Regions from separate parts of the Sus scrofa genome. Here region 1 is linked to region 2. A link is a contact called in public promoter capture Hi-C data. All regions are on one chromosome and are shown on one strand. Each heading gives the region's core, a stretch centred on a gene start, on an enhancer-like site or on the middle of the called end of the contact. The rest is flanking DNA. Distances are from core to core; before and after follow the strand shown. Region 1 overlaps JADE2 (protein Jade-2). Region 2 holds the start of CDKL3 (cyclin-dependent kinase-like 3).

Region 1 (5,635 bases), core at 1,854-4,353, 140 kb after region 2:
TCGTCTTAGCCTCTGCTGTGGGCCGGGACGTTTTTCCTTAGCACCTTGGCCGCAGGTCTCAGGTCCTAGGCGGGTGGGGCGGGGTGGGCTGCGTTTCCCTTTGCTCGGTGCCAAGGGTACCCTGCATCCCGCGCCTCTGGCTTCTGCACATTTCCAAACCTTCTTGCTGCGCTTAGCATTCCCTCCTACCCCCTTCCCGCCTTCCCTTTGTGTTCCTAGACACAAAGTTTCATTTAGGGTCCGAGTTTGCAGGAGGTCGTCAGGAGGCATCGTGTCTGCAGTCTGAGCTGAGGAGTTGAGGCAGCACGACTGACCTGCCACCTTGCCTTTGTTGCAAGGGGGAGGAGCCCTGAGCTTTGAAACTGGACAAGCTCTCAGGAGGTCCCTTTGACGGTTAGGTTTGCACACTGAGTCTTGGGCCTGGGTGGTGGTAGGGCCCCCTGGCCCCTCTTCCTAAGGTGGCTTTTACTCCCGCCCTTTACTGGTAAAATTCCCAGTAGGACAGTTGGCAGACGAGCTGGGCAGGGAGCTGCCAACCAGACCTGGCCCTGTTTCCTGGGTTCCTAGGGTGCTGACTTCTCCCCTACCTCCACTTCCTCTCCCACCTTAGAGCCCCAAGTGATGGCACCATCTCTCCTGTCCCGTCTTCCTCAGGCGGGTTGGGACTCGCAGAGCGATCTAACAAGCAGAGGAGGAAAATAACAACAGAATAACTGTAAAGGGAAGGAATGAGTAATAAAGCCAACCCAGGCAGGGAGGAGGGCTTTCATGTTTAAGAGATGCTATTTGCTTTTTAGGTCATAGGCTGCAAAAACAGGCTTTGATCCGAAGTGGGCGAATAATTTATTGAGAAAGTTTGCGTGGTAGGGAAGAAAAGGGATGTTTGTTTGATCTGGAGGCCTCTCGGTTGTCCCAAGTGCTGTTGGCTGTTGTTTCGAGTGGAAAAGCATTTGGTTCCACAGCAAATGCCTCCCGGAGGGAAGTCCTTGCCCCAGGCAGCCAGAGCAGTGAATGTTGGTTTTGAAACTGTTTAGCCAAGGGTCTCCCCAGCACTTTTGGAGCTGAAGTGTTTAAGAGTCGAGTTGTTTGGGCTCAGGATGCAGCAAATATTTCCAGAACATTTCCCATCTAACATGCTTTTCCTTTCCCTAAATTGCCTGGCTAAACAGCCAATAGCCCTGATCCAAGAGGCTGTCGGAAGTCTCCACTTAGCTTTCATTGACAGCTGAGGTGGCACTGCTGACCCCCAACCCCCAGGTCCTCTCAGAATCTTGAGGTCAGGCTTTCAACCCTGGTTTCCACGTTCTTGAGGTTGAGCGCAGGGTATTCTGGTGAATCGCTGTGCCCGTTAACGCCGAGGTACTTGTCTTTACAGCCAAGAACCAAGTCAGAGGCTTCCAGTCCAAATTCTTCCCAGCTTATCCAGCAGGCAGGCTCTTTGTGGGCCTCACAGTTCTCCCTTTGGGTTCTCTGCCGGAAGGCCAGGGCAGAGTTGGGGGGCAGGGGGCTGCCTGGCTTGTCCTGTCCTCCACACGGGAACGTCACTGCGTAGCTCAGCGTTCAGGAACCCAAGAGGGTTCTCAGACAATCCACAGGAATCCGGAGTAGCCCAGCCAGATTCTGGTTTCGTAGGCCTGTGCACTGCACACTCTGGCCCCTGCGGGGGTGGGGTGGAGGCGGGGAGGGGGGGCCCACAACGTTATTTGGGGTCAGGCAGTCTAGCTTTGAATGCTGGCTTTGCAGTCACCAGCTGCGGCAGTTGCTCCATGCCTCAATTTCTCTATCTGCACTTGGGCCTAATAACAGTACCTCTCTCGTGGTGGGTGTCTGGATTAAGTGCTACGTTGCAAGAAGAAGACTAAACCCGAAGCCAGGCCTGTGGTAAGCACTTGGCTTGGTATTAGCTCTTCTTACGCTTGCTGTGAATGATCTGGAGAGGACCCAATGCAGCTGACCTTTGATCTCTCCCTCCAGGCTAGGCCAGAGAGCCAGCTCCCTTCTCTAAAGAAGGGATCAGAGGACCCTGCACTTGCCAATGGGCAGCCATCCGTGGGAGCGAGCGGACTGAACTTTGCCCTCTCTGAGGTGGAAAGTAGGGTGAGACGGTGCCAAAGGACAAAGTAGACAAAGCCCATTTCTGTCTCCCAGGATCCCCTTGGTATGTCCCCAGAACTGGGAGCAGAGGGTGGGTGTGGGCATAGTGTTCGAGGGATCTGGGTGCCCCTTGGGACACTTGCAGTGGGCAGTGATGGGTGTTGGAGGAGGGCTCAGGCTCCCCTGTGCGTGCGGAAGCAAATCTGAGCATCTGTGTGTCACGAACTCATTTTTGCCACGGCAGCTAGTGTCCCTGAGAAGGCGTTAAAGTTAACAAGAGATAGGAAAGAGTGGGGCTCTGACCCCCGTTTTTTATACAGCTTTAAGAGTGTGCCACTCTTGTTTTCTGAACGTCTGGCCTTCCCGACTCAAGCAGGCTCTGAGGACGGGTTTTCCAGCCGAAATATCATTAAATTGTATTAGCATCTTATTACACACACGCCTTAGCGGTCTGCCTCAGACAGGGAGAGTTTTTGTTTCTCTTTGAAAGATTGTGTCTGGAATGGTAAATTGCCTGCTTGAAAGCCTCCCCCTGCTCCCCCCTTCTAAGGAGGAGGACGAAATCCTGCTGTGTGTGGTGGCAGGCGGGTAGGCCTGGTGGCCCCCAGAGAGGAGAGGCCGGAGGCCAGGTTGGGGTGTTTTAACTGCCCAGGGAGCTGCTGCAGTCGCAGGCCTGAAAGGCCCACTGTTTCCAGGGTCAGCTGGAAGGGCGTTCATGGAGGCCCAGGGTGTTTATTTGAGTTTATTTGCGGAGAGGTCTTTAAAGGGGGCTGGCATTGGGCATGGGTATTGCAAGTCCAGACCCGAGGCCCCCACTCAGACCAGTGGCCAGTGCTGCCAAGAAAACATCTGCCACCAAATTGCTGCCCTATTACTGAGTTGACATTGATCATTAGCCAGGAGCCCAACCAAATAAAGCCTCCTGGAAAATGTGTGAGGTTAAGATGGGGAAGGCAGGCTGTGCAAACAGGACAAAATGTTGAGCCGGGGTGTTTGCTCCCGCAAGCGGCGAGCAGGCCGGCTGGGCTCTGTTGCCCCACACTTCCAGAGGGTGGGGACAGGAGCACACCCAGCACGCCATGTGTACCAAGCCCCTTTTATACGCTGGGTGCAACTCCAGGGGGCACTGGGGCGCCAGCAGGGATCCAAATGGTTGTGCTTTTTACTGTGGCGGAATGTACATTCCCAAGGAGGACATTCAACAAGTAGATCAACAAACACAGATTGTGACGGTTGTTCTGAAGAAGCTGAGTAACAGGGCGGTGGGCTTTCCGTAAATAAAGCAGCTGGCATCAACCTCTGTGCCATCTGAGCTGAAACTTGAAGAATGGAGAGTCAGACGGGCCTAGACTGCATGGAATATGACAGGCAGAGCGCACACCTGAGCACAGGTCTTGAACCCATGGACTCTTGGATTGTTAGAGGGAGGCCAGTTTCGCTGGGAAAGGGAGTGGTGGTCAGTACGCGGGAGCCAGGGGCCGGGTCATGTGGGGTCTTATGGTCAGAAGCTGGAGTGTTGTCTTTTGATCAGCAGGAAGCCTTTGAAGGATTTTAAATAGGGCATGACATGATCTGATTCATGCTTTTTGAAGATCATTCAGGCTGCTGTGTGCCTCCTGGATTATAAGAAGATGATAGTGGAAGCTGGGAGATGAATGAGGGGTCCTGCGGGAGATGAGACGGGCCTGCACCAGTGCGGTGGCCCTAGAGATGGGGGACTCCTGGGGTGTGCTGGGGGGAGCGCCCTCTGGACTTGCCAAGGGTGGGTGGAGGGGCAGAGGAGGCACAGTGAGGCTGTGGGGCTGCTGCTCGTGGAGGGGGATCTAGAACTGCCACACTCCCGAAGGAGAGCTGTGTGTGTCTCCAGCTGGGGTGGTGCCTGAGTGCCAGTGCGCTGGAGCCAGAGACACTTTCTTTCCCAGCTGCCTTTGTGGGGTAGGATTTCAGGAGCACTTTTCTGTCCCTCTAAGCAGGCACCTTGTGACCCTGAGGGCTTCTCCCGTAGCAGACCTTTGCTTTGGGACAGATTGGAGGAGCCGGGGGAGGGAAACCAGAGGTGGGGACCGAATCTCGGCACTCCCTCTCCCAGCTGCATGTGCAGCCCGGGATGTGCAGCTTTGGGAAAAGAATCCTCCCCGACCCCTCTGCTGGGTTGGAGACGGGGTCCAAGGGGCAAAGGGCTGTCCCACAGGGGAGCTCAGACCTCCTGAGGGGCTTCTTAGCCACTGGCAGTAGAGGCTCACCTGAGGCAGGGAGGCCTTTGGAACAGACTTGTTTCAAAGGAAAGCAGCAAAGCGGTGGCTTCCCTCTGAAACCTAGTTATTATTCCAATTAAGCCACCACAAAATCTGTTCCTTTAATAACACCCTGCCCGGGAGGACTCTGGGGTGTTTCACGGAGGGCAGGTTGGACAGGGAGCTGGCTGGGGGGCGGGTGCAGGTCTGCACGCCGACAGGTTACTGGTCCTGGGCAGCAGGAACCCGCGTGACGAGCAGGGCATTGGCAGGCAAGGTGTCCCGCTGTGGGGCACCTTCCTCACCATAGAGGCCCGCTGCCTCACTGAGGAGCCCACCCTCAGGTGGGCCCTGGTCGGAGGACTGCCCGCCCGGCCTGAGTCGGCCGTGGTGTTAATAACCAGCACCCATACGGGGTGCCAACCGCTGTGCTAAGGGTTTTATGCGGCTCTCACTTACTCACCAGCTGATTCTGGCCCACGAATGTGTTTAGTTTGGCCCTGTCGAAGTGTTTGAAAAATCCTGAATCAGTTGCCAACATTTTAAGTTCAGGAGATGTATGTAAAAATCCAGATCCAGTTTGTGTCCTTTGGGAGGTATGTCTGGTGCGGAGTGAAGGTGGGATTGAACTTGACCTCCCTGAATCCAGAGCTGCTGCTTTTAAGCCATGGGAGAGCCTGGCTTGGAAGCGCCCTGTTTGCTGGAAGTGGAGAGGCAAGCAGTTCAGGGAGAGGATTGCAGGGGAAACAGGGAGAGCATTGCAGGGGAAACAGGGAGAGCATTGCAGGGGAAACAGGGAGAGCATTGCAGGGGAAACAGGGAGAGCATTGCAGGGGAAACAGGTGCGTGCATTTCGAGCACCTCTTCCTCCACTCCTGCCCCGCCTGTGACAGGGCTGTGTTGGCCACATGTAGGCAAGGGTCAGAGTTGTGTTAAAGTCACCTCTGTCCCCTCAAGCCCCGGAGGACAGCAAAGATGGGCACCTGTGGGTGGCAGAACATTATTGCCCCATGCAGTCCGTGACCTGAGCCGCCGGCTGCAGCACGGAGGCAGAGGAGTCGAAAGGTCAGGAGCCCGGTCTCCTAAGGCGGACTTCTCCCGAGCACTATTTTCCTGGCTCAGTCACTTTACTTCTGAATTTCATTTTCTTCTCCTGCGAGAGAGAAGCAGCCATCATGCCTGGCAGCACCAAAAGGCTGTTCTGAGGTCTCGGTGAGGGGAGGTCTCTTCGTATCAGCACGCCCTTCTCCCCAAGCCGTGGGCGTGTAGCAATTTGAGCCCTCTTTGCTGCCTCCCCGACGGCCGAG
Region 2 (5,945 bases), core at 823-3,322:
AACAAAACAAAATTTCCTTTTCATTGTCCAGAAATAGAGCAGTTCCAACAACCCAGATGCCGAATATAGTTCTTCCATTTAGAAAACAAATTGACCTTTCATATCTAATAAAGACTTACAACGAAAGAAGAGAATATTACTTTGTATTAGATTAAAATGAACAAGAGTATCTGTTTTATCACACAAAACATCTAGACTATGAACTTTAAAGTATACAGACAAATTCCAATAAACAAAATACATGTATATATATTTAAATATTTTTTAAATCACTAGTTTTGTACTCAATCTCCAGGGAATATTAATGCTTATTTCTTTACACTCCTGGGAACGTTCATCCTGGTTGATCTGTCACACCTATAAGAAATTCTATCCTATGTCCTGATCTCTCCTGATACTGTTCCTCATCTCTAAAAGCCTATTAGTCATTTTTACTCAAATGTATTTCTATCACCGTAAATTCAACATTTCTAAAACTGAACTAGTACCCAAATCATGTCTCTTTGGGATCTTTCATATTGTCATCAATGGTGGTAGCAATCACTGAACCTGGAAGATATATTAACTCCTCTTCTGTTTCCTTCTACACTTTCATGTCTTCTTTCGTAATATGTTATGTTCTAATTTTACTTTCCATTCAAATTGCTGCATTCTAGCAAGGGCCCTCACATTTTAACAGGATTCCTGAATTAAAATCACGGCAGATCTTTTTTTTACTTACTCAATCCTCCTATCTAGTCTTAAAAAATAATACTAGGTTTTTATAGTTTCTTCTGAATTCAAAACTTTCCACCTCACAAAATCAAGTTTTGATTCCTTAGCATAAAAGATAAGACTCAAAACCTACCTCCAATGTACTTGTCTAATCTCACCTCTTTCTACTTCTCTGTATACTAAATGTCTCTGCTCCTTGTCCTTCTCCTGCTTTAGCTTCTTTGAGCTTCTGCTGTTCCCTAACCTAGAATACAAGTCTCTCCCTCTTCCCTAAGTTCTACACATCCTTTAAGGCCCAATTCATGTTTCATTTCCTCCAAGAAACCTTCCCTACCCAACAGGACTTCGTGTTAATCACTTTTATCACGAGCCATTTACATTTAGTATGTTTACATGCTCTTTTGTTTTTCTGATTAAGTAATAAAAGTCCCAAAGAGCAGGTGTGGTCTTTTACCTCATTATAGTCTCAGCATCTGGCATAAAACCTTGCACAAAACAGACATTTCTATTAGGTATTATATCTCGATGTTTCTGAATAATTATTTCACAATATTTTGGCATAGCTTTTGTTACTTTATACCTAAACACATATACCTAATATCACTGTAAAATTACAAAATGTACACAGTAAGGTAAGCTATCACACTAGTTTTTCAATTTATACCTCCAAATATGTTAAATGAAATATTCCTTACATAATCTTTTACTCCGTAACAATTTATCTTTTGACCTACAGAGAGCAATTAAGGCAAAAGAAGCAAACCTTTAGAAACTTTATTTCTCTCGTTGCAATTTTGTTGACAGATTTCTCTGGTTTCTCATAAAATATCTTAATGGCCACTATCTGCCCAGTATCCTTACGTTTACACTTCATGACTGTTCCATAACTTCCCTCTCCTACTTTTCCAAGGGTTTCATACATCTCCATTTTCAGGCCCAGCTTCTTCTTTATAGAAAGAAAGGGAGGAAAAAAAACAAAAGTTAAAAATTTAGAACTTTATTTATTCGAGTTGGACAATGTATTTCCACAATAAACCCATACTTTAAAATAGGGAAACAGAAAAAAATAAGACTCTTTTCCACAGACTCTGTCTTTGGGAACTCTGACAGCTCGGCAGTAAAGTGTCCTTGGGGGCTTCGGCCCTCACCAGAACTCGGGGAGCTTCCTGCTGTCTCGGTCATTCCCACCAAGATTTATGATTCCCTCAGGACATGTCACCTATTCAGCATGGCTGGGGTCCCCACACGTCCTGTCATGCCCACGTCAAATATGAGGTTCCCTCAAGGCTGCAGATCAGATCAGGCCCCGGGACCCGAGAAAACCTCGGGCCTGTCCGCTCCTCAAACCAGAGTTCTTAGGGTCCCGGACCAGTGCCACGCCCGCCGCCCCGCAGTCGACTTCGTCCGGGCAGCCGCCGCCGCCTCAGCCCATTCTATAGTCCCGCTGGCCTGGTTCCACTCAGTTTCACTCAGCCAGGGACCAGCACACGGAGCCGACCAAGCCGGCTAGCCCTGGACCTCCCGAGGGCCTACTGCCATGGCAACGGCGGGGCCTCCCACTCAGGGCCTAGTGCGCAAGACCGGAACACCGGCCTGGCCCGACCCGGAAGGGAAAGTGAAAGCCGGCGGAAAGGAGTTCCCTGCGGGAGCTAACGCGAAGCTTCCTTGGGGGTGGAGCGGGGAGATACGAGCTGCAGTTAGTCGAACGGGGCGACTACACTAGGTTGGTTTCGAGAGGAGTTGGTCGAGGACCACATTTTCACTCCCGCTTGGGTGACTGTAAATCGTCTAGGGAAGGAGAACTAGGGTGAAAGTTTTTCTGACTTGGTTCTTAGATGCGCTCACGGCGGGAGAACACCTGCTGCTTGTGCTTGGTCCTAAAATGATGCCTGGTAAACCTAGGCAGAGATCGCTTTTAAAAGGAAGACACCCAAGGAAGTCTTGTGCAATTACAGTTTTCTAAGTACCTAGTTACGTTAATATTCCACAGACCTGAGTTGGGACTTCAGCTGTAGATATTGATCCTTAAAACGGGGATAAAACGGTTCATAAATCAAGAGCATTTCTTGAACACCCCATAGGCTTTAAAAAAAAATTATTTTTTTTTTGGAGTTCCCGTCGTGGCGCAGTGGTTAACGAATCCGACTGGGAACCATGAGGTTACGGGTTCGGTCCCTGCCCTCGCTCAGTGGGTTAAGGATCCGGCGTTGCGGAGAGCTGTGGTGTAGGTTGCAAACGCGGCTCGGATCCTGCGTTGCTGTGGCTCTTGGCGTAGGCCGGTGGCTACAGCTCCAATTCGACCCCTAGCCTGGGAATCTCCATATGCCGCGGGAGCGGCCCAAGAAATAGCAAAAAGACAAAAATAAAAAGTATTTTTAACTCATAATAGTCCTCCTTTTTACAAATGCCCTTACGACTTATCAAAACCCTAAAAGATCCTCATTAGGATAGCAAATAATTCAAAGGGTTCCACCGCAACAGACCGACGTATAATAGCACCCACCCTTCTCCTCCTCCAAAAAAAGAAACCCTTTATCTAATTAGTTAAGAACTAGATATGGGTTCTGCTGCAATGACAATCTCTAATGGATAAAAAGGAATGTAACCAGAAGTGCCCAGAGAATGTTGTCTTTCCTAGGCTTTCATTTCTTTTTTCTGTAAAAAGAGTTAAGTGCAAGATGCCAAATCTCATTATGCTTCTCCTAAATAAGAGAAAGCATTGCCAAATTATCCAATAAATTCAAGTCCAGTTGGTCTTGCGCCTCCAGGAACAGTTGAAGTCACTCCTGGAGAGGTTTTTAAAAGGCCCCATTCCCAGAGATCCTAGTTTAAACGAGTCAGGTTAAAGGAATTGGTATTTTAAAAGCTTCCCAAGCGTTTCTGTGTTGCTAAGGTTTATGTCAAGAGAGGTGTGGGAGAGGTAGGAGCAATGGTCTTGGTTTTTGCTTATCACCACCAACATATTCAGAATTGTCCTTCCTTTTGAAAAGTTACTCAACCATGTTAGAAAATACTTTCCACTTATGAATACGAACATCACAGTAAATCTTATAGTGGACCCACACTTGCCATACAGCACATTTATTAAATATTTATTGTTGGTTTTATATTGGCAAGGGACAAAGAATGAATCAGAGTCCCTGCCCTCTGTGAGCTTACAATCTAGAGCTACAGAATCACTACAGTATAAAATTATAGCTTTAAAACTATTCTTTCTACAAATAGGTTATGGCAGGCCTGGCAACCAGGACAGTGTATGATTCTTGCTTATACAGTAAAGCTGTAAGACTTCAATGAAACTTCACTTGAATTTGTCAAGAGTGGCTAAATTTCAGAAAGCCATAGAAAATTATAATAAATTGCTGGACAAATGACTAACAAGGATTTTTAAAAAGGTTTCTTTCAGGAGTTCCCATTGTGGTGCAATGGGATTGGTGGCATCTTGGGAGTGCTTGGACACAGCTTCATTCCCCCACGCAGCACAGTGAGTTAAGGATCTGGCGGCGTTGCTAAGGCTGCAGCTCAGGTTGCAACTATGGCTCAGATCTTATCCCTGGCTCAGGTTGCAACTATGGCTCAGATCTTATCCCTGGCTCTTTATACCTCAGGGAAGCCAAAAAAGTAAAGGGGAAAAAAAAAAAAGGTTTCTTTCAGCATTTCACTATAGGTAACCCTACTGGTGTGTTTTCATCCTTAGGTAGTGGGAGAATAAAGATTGCTGTGGCAGGGAGGCAAACAAATAAAAGTAAAAATAAGAATATTCAAATATTCACTTTTTGACTTAGAGATTTTTTTTTTTTGCTTTTTAGGGCTGCACCTATGGCATATGGAAGTTCCCAAGCTAAGGGTCAATTGGGAGCTACAGCTGCTGGCCTACACCACAACCACAGCCACACTGGGATCTGAGCTGTATCTGTGATCTATACCACAGCTCTCCGCAGTGCTGGATCCCCAACCCACTGAGTGAGGCCAGGGGTGGAACCAGCAGCCCAATGAATACTAGTCGGATTCCTTTCTGCTGTGCCACAATGGGAACCCCCAGAATTAAATTGTGAATGCACATCTATCACGAGTTAGGCCTGGCTAACTTGCTCACCAAGGCAGTTACTAAAAGCAAGAGAAAGAATTAAGGGATTGAAGAAAGGAAGGTACAAGCAAAGTGGAGAATGTTAACCCTTTCTGGGTCCGTGAAACTACAGGCAACACTTAATTCCTCATTCTATCCTATAACACACTGGGCTGAAGAATTACCCAAATGCATTAAAAGAGTTCAGAGTTCATACCAAAAGCTCTGACTGAGCACTGAGGCAACAGAGGAAGAGAACTCAATGACTTGAAGTAATCTCTGAATCCCAATGGTCAACATCACTGAGTCCCATAGTGGAGGACGTTTCAGGCCACGTACTTGCTACACTAAAAAAACGTGAAATAAGTTACCCAGTCTCTAGATACAATCTCCCATCCATGTCTGCAGTATCCCCCAGATCTGATCATACTTTTAGATTTCTTTGACACCAACTACAAATGGATAAACTCTTGAGATCAAATCCCTACATTTCTTGACAAATAAAACCATACTCCATGTTAGCTAAATCCATGGACTGTGACACAAATCCTCACATGAGAGCACACCCATAAAGGAAAACAAAATTCTGTAATTCCACAGTGATTATAAACCAACATTAGACAATCTGTACACTATTTTTTTTTTTTTGACCACCCCTGCGGCACGCCAAGGTCCGGAGCCACAGCAATGAGAGTGCTGAGTCCTTAACCACTCCACCACCCGGGAAACCCTGTACACCCGTTCTTTTATCTCTGCCCAGAATTTCCAATCCTGGAAACCCACTGCAGTGTATATGCAGACTATTTTGGTGGTCCTAAGGAAGCATTTCAAGGGATTTTACTTGCTAGGAGCCTGAGCATTCAACAATGAGAAAAAAGGAGGTCCCTTCACTCTTCCCCCACATACCATATTTGATAAGCCATTGAATCAACCAGTGGGGATATCCAAATTATTTGGGGCTCTGTTTTAGAGAGTTAAGAAACACAACAAACTAGTGCTTCCGACACATCATTGATTGCTGTTAATGAGAGAAACCAGAGACATAAGTAATAAAGGTGTATATCCACCCTGAGCCCCGTCAATTTAACCACCCGGTTCAAAAACCTGGCTAAAACTCAGATCCCGGCGACGCTCTCACGTGACCCGTTCTAATCACGTCATAGGG

Evidence for each region. Promoter capture Hi-C pulls out the DNA fragments that hold promoters and counts their contacts.
Region 1: a promoter capture Hi-C map of fetal liver shows a contact between it and region 2, with 2.1 times the contacts expected there. The contact joins the enhancer-like site here to the promoter of CDKL3 in region 2. A contact is called at or near these places in 1 of 5 promoter capture datasets (fetal liver), 9 of 47 Hi-C or Micro-C datasets (alveolar macrophages, heart right ventricle, liver and 4 more) and 2 of 2 datasets of contacts at active chromatin or transcription factors (alveolar macrophages and skeletal muscle).

Annotation. Positions count from the first base shown.
Region 1 is chr2:136,780,973-136,786,607 of Sscrofa11.1, forward strand. All of the region lies in intron 8 of JADE2 (protein Jade-2), which reads left to right. Among named protein-coding and RNA genes, the nearest start is that of SAR1B, 90 kb to the right of the region's middle. Within about 2 kb of position 3,104, at least 2 of the 83 cell types and tissues checked have an H3K27ac peak or open chromatin away from gene starts, as enhancers often do. A contact at or near this core is called in fetal liver, where this site is marked.
Region 2 is chr2:136,646,443-136,652,387 of Sscrofa11.1, forward strand. CDKL3 (cyclin-dependent kinase-like 3) reads right to left here and starts at 2,073. Exons shown (of 13, transcript XM_021084762.1): 1 at 1,934-2,073; 2 at 1,478-1,660. The coding sequence starts at 1,642.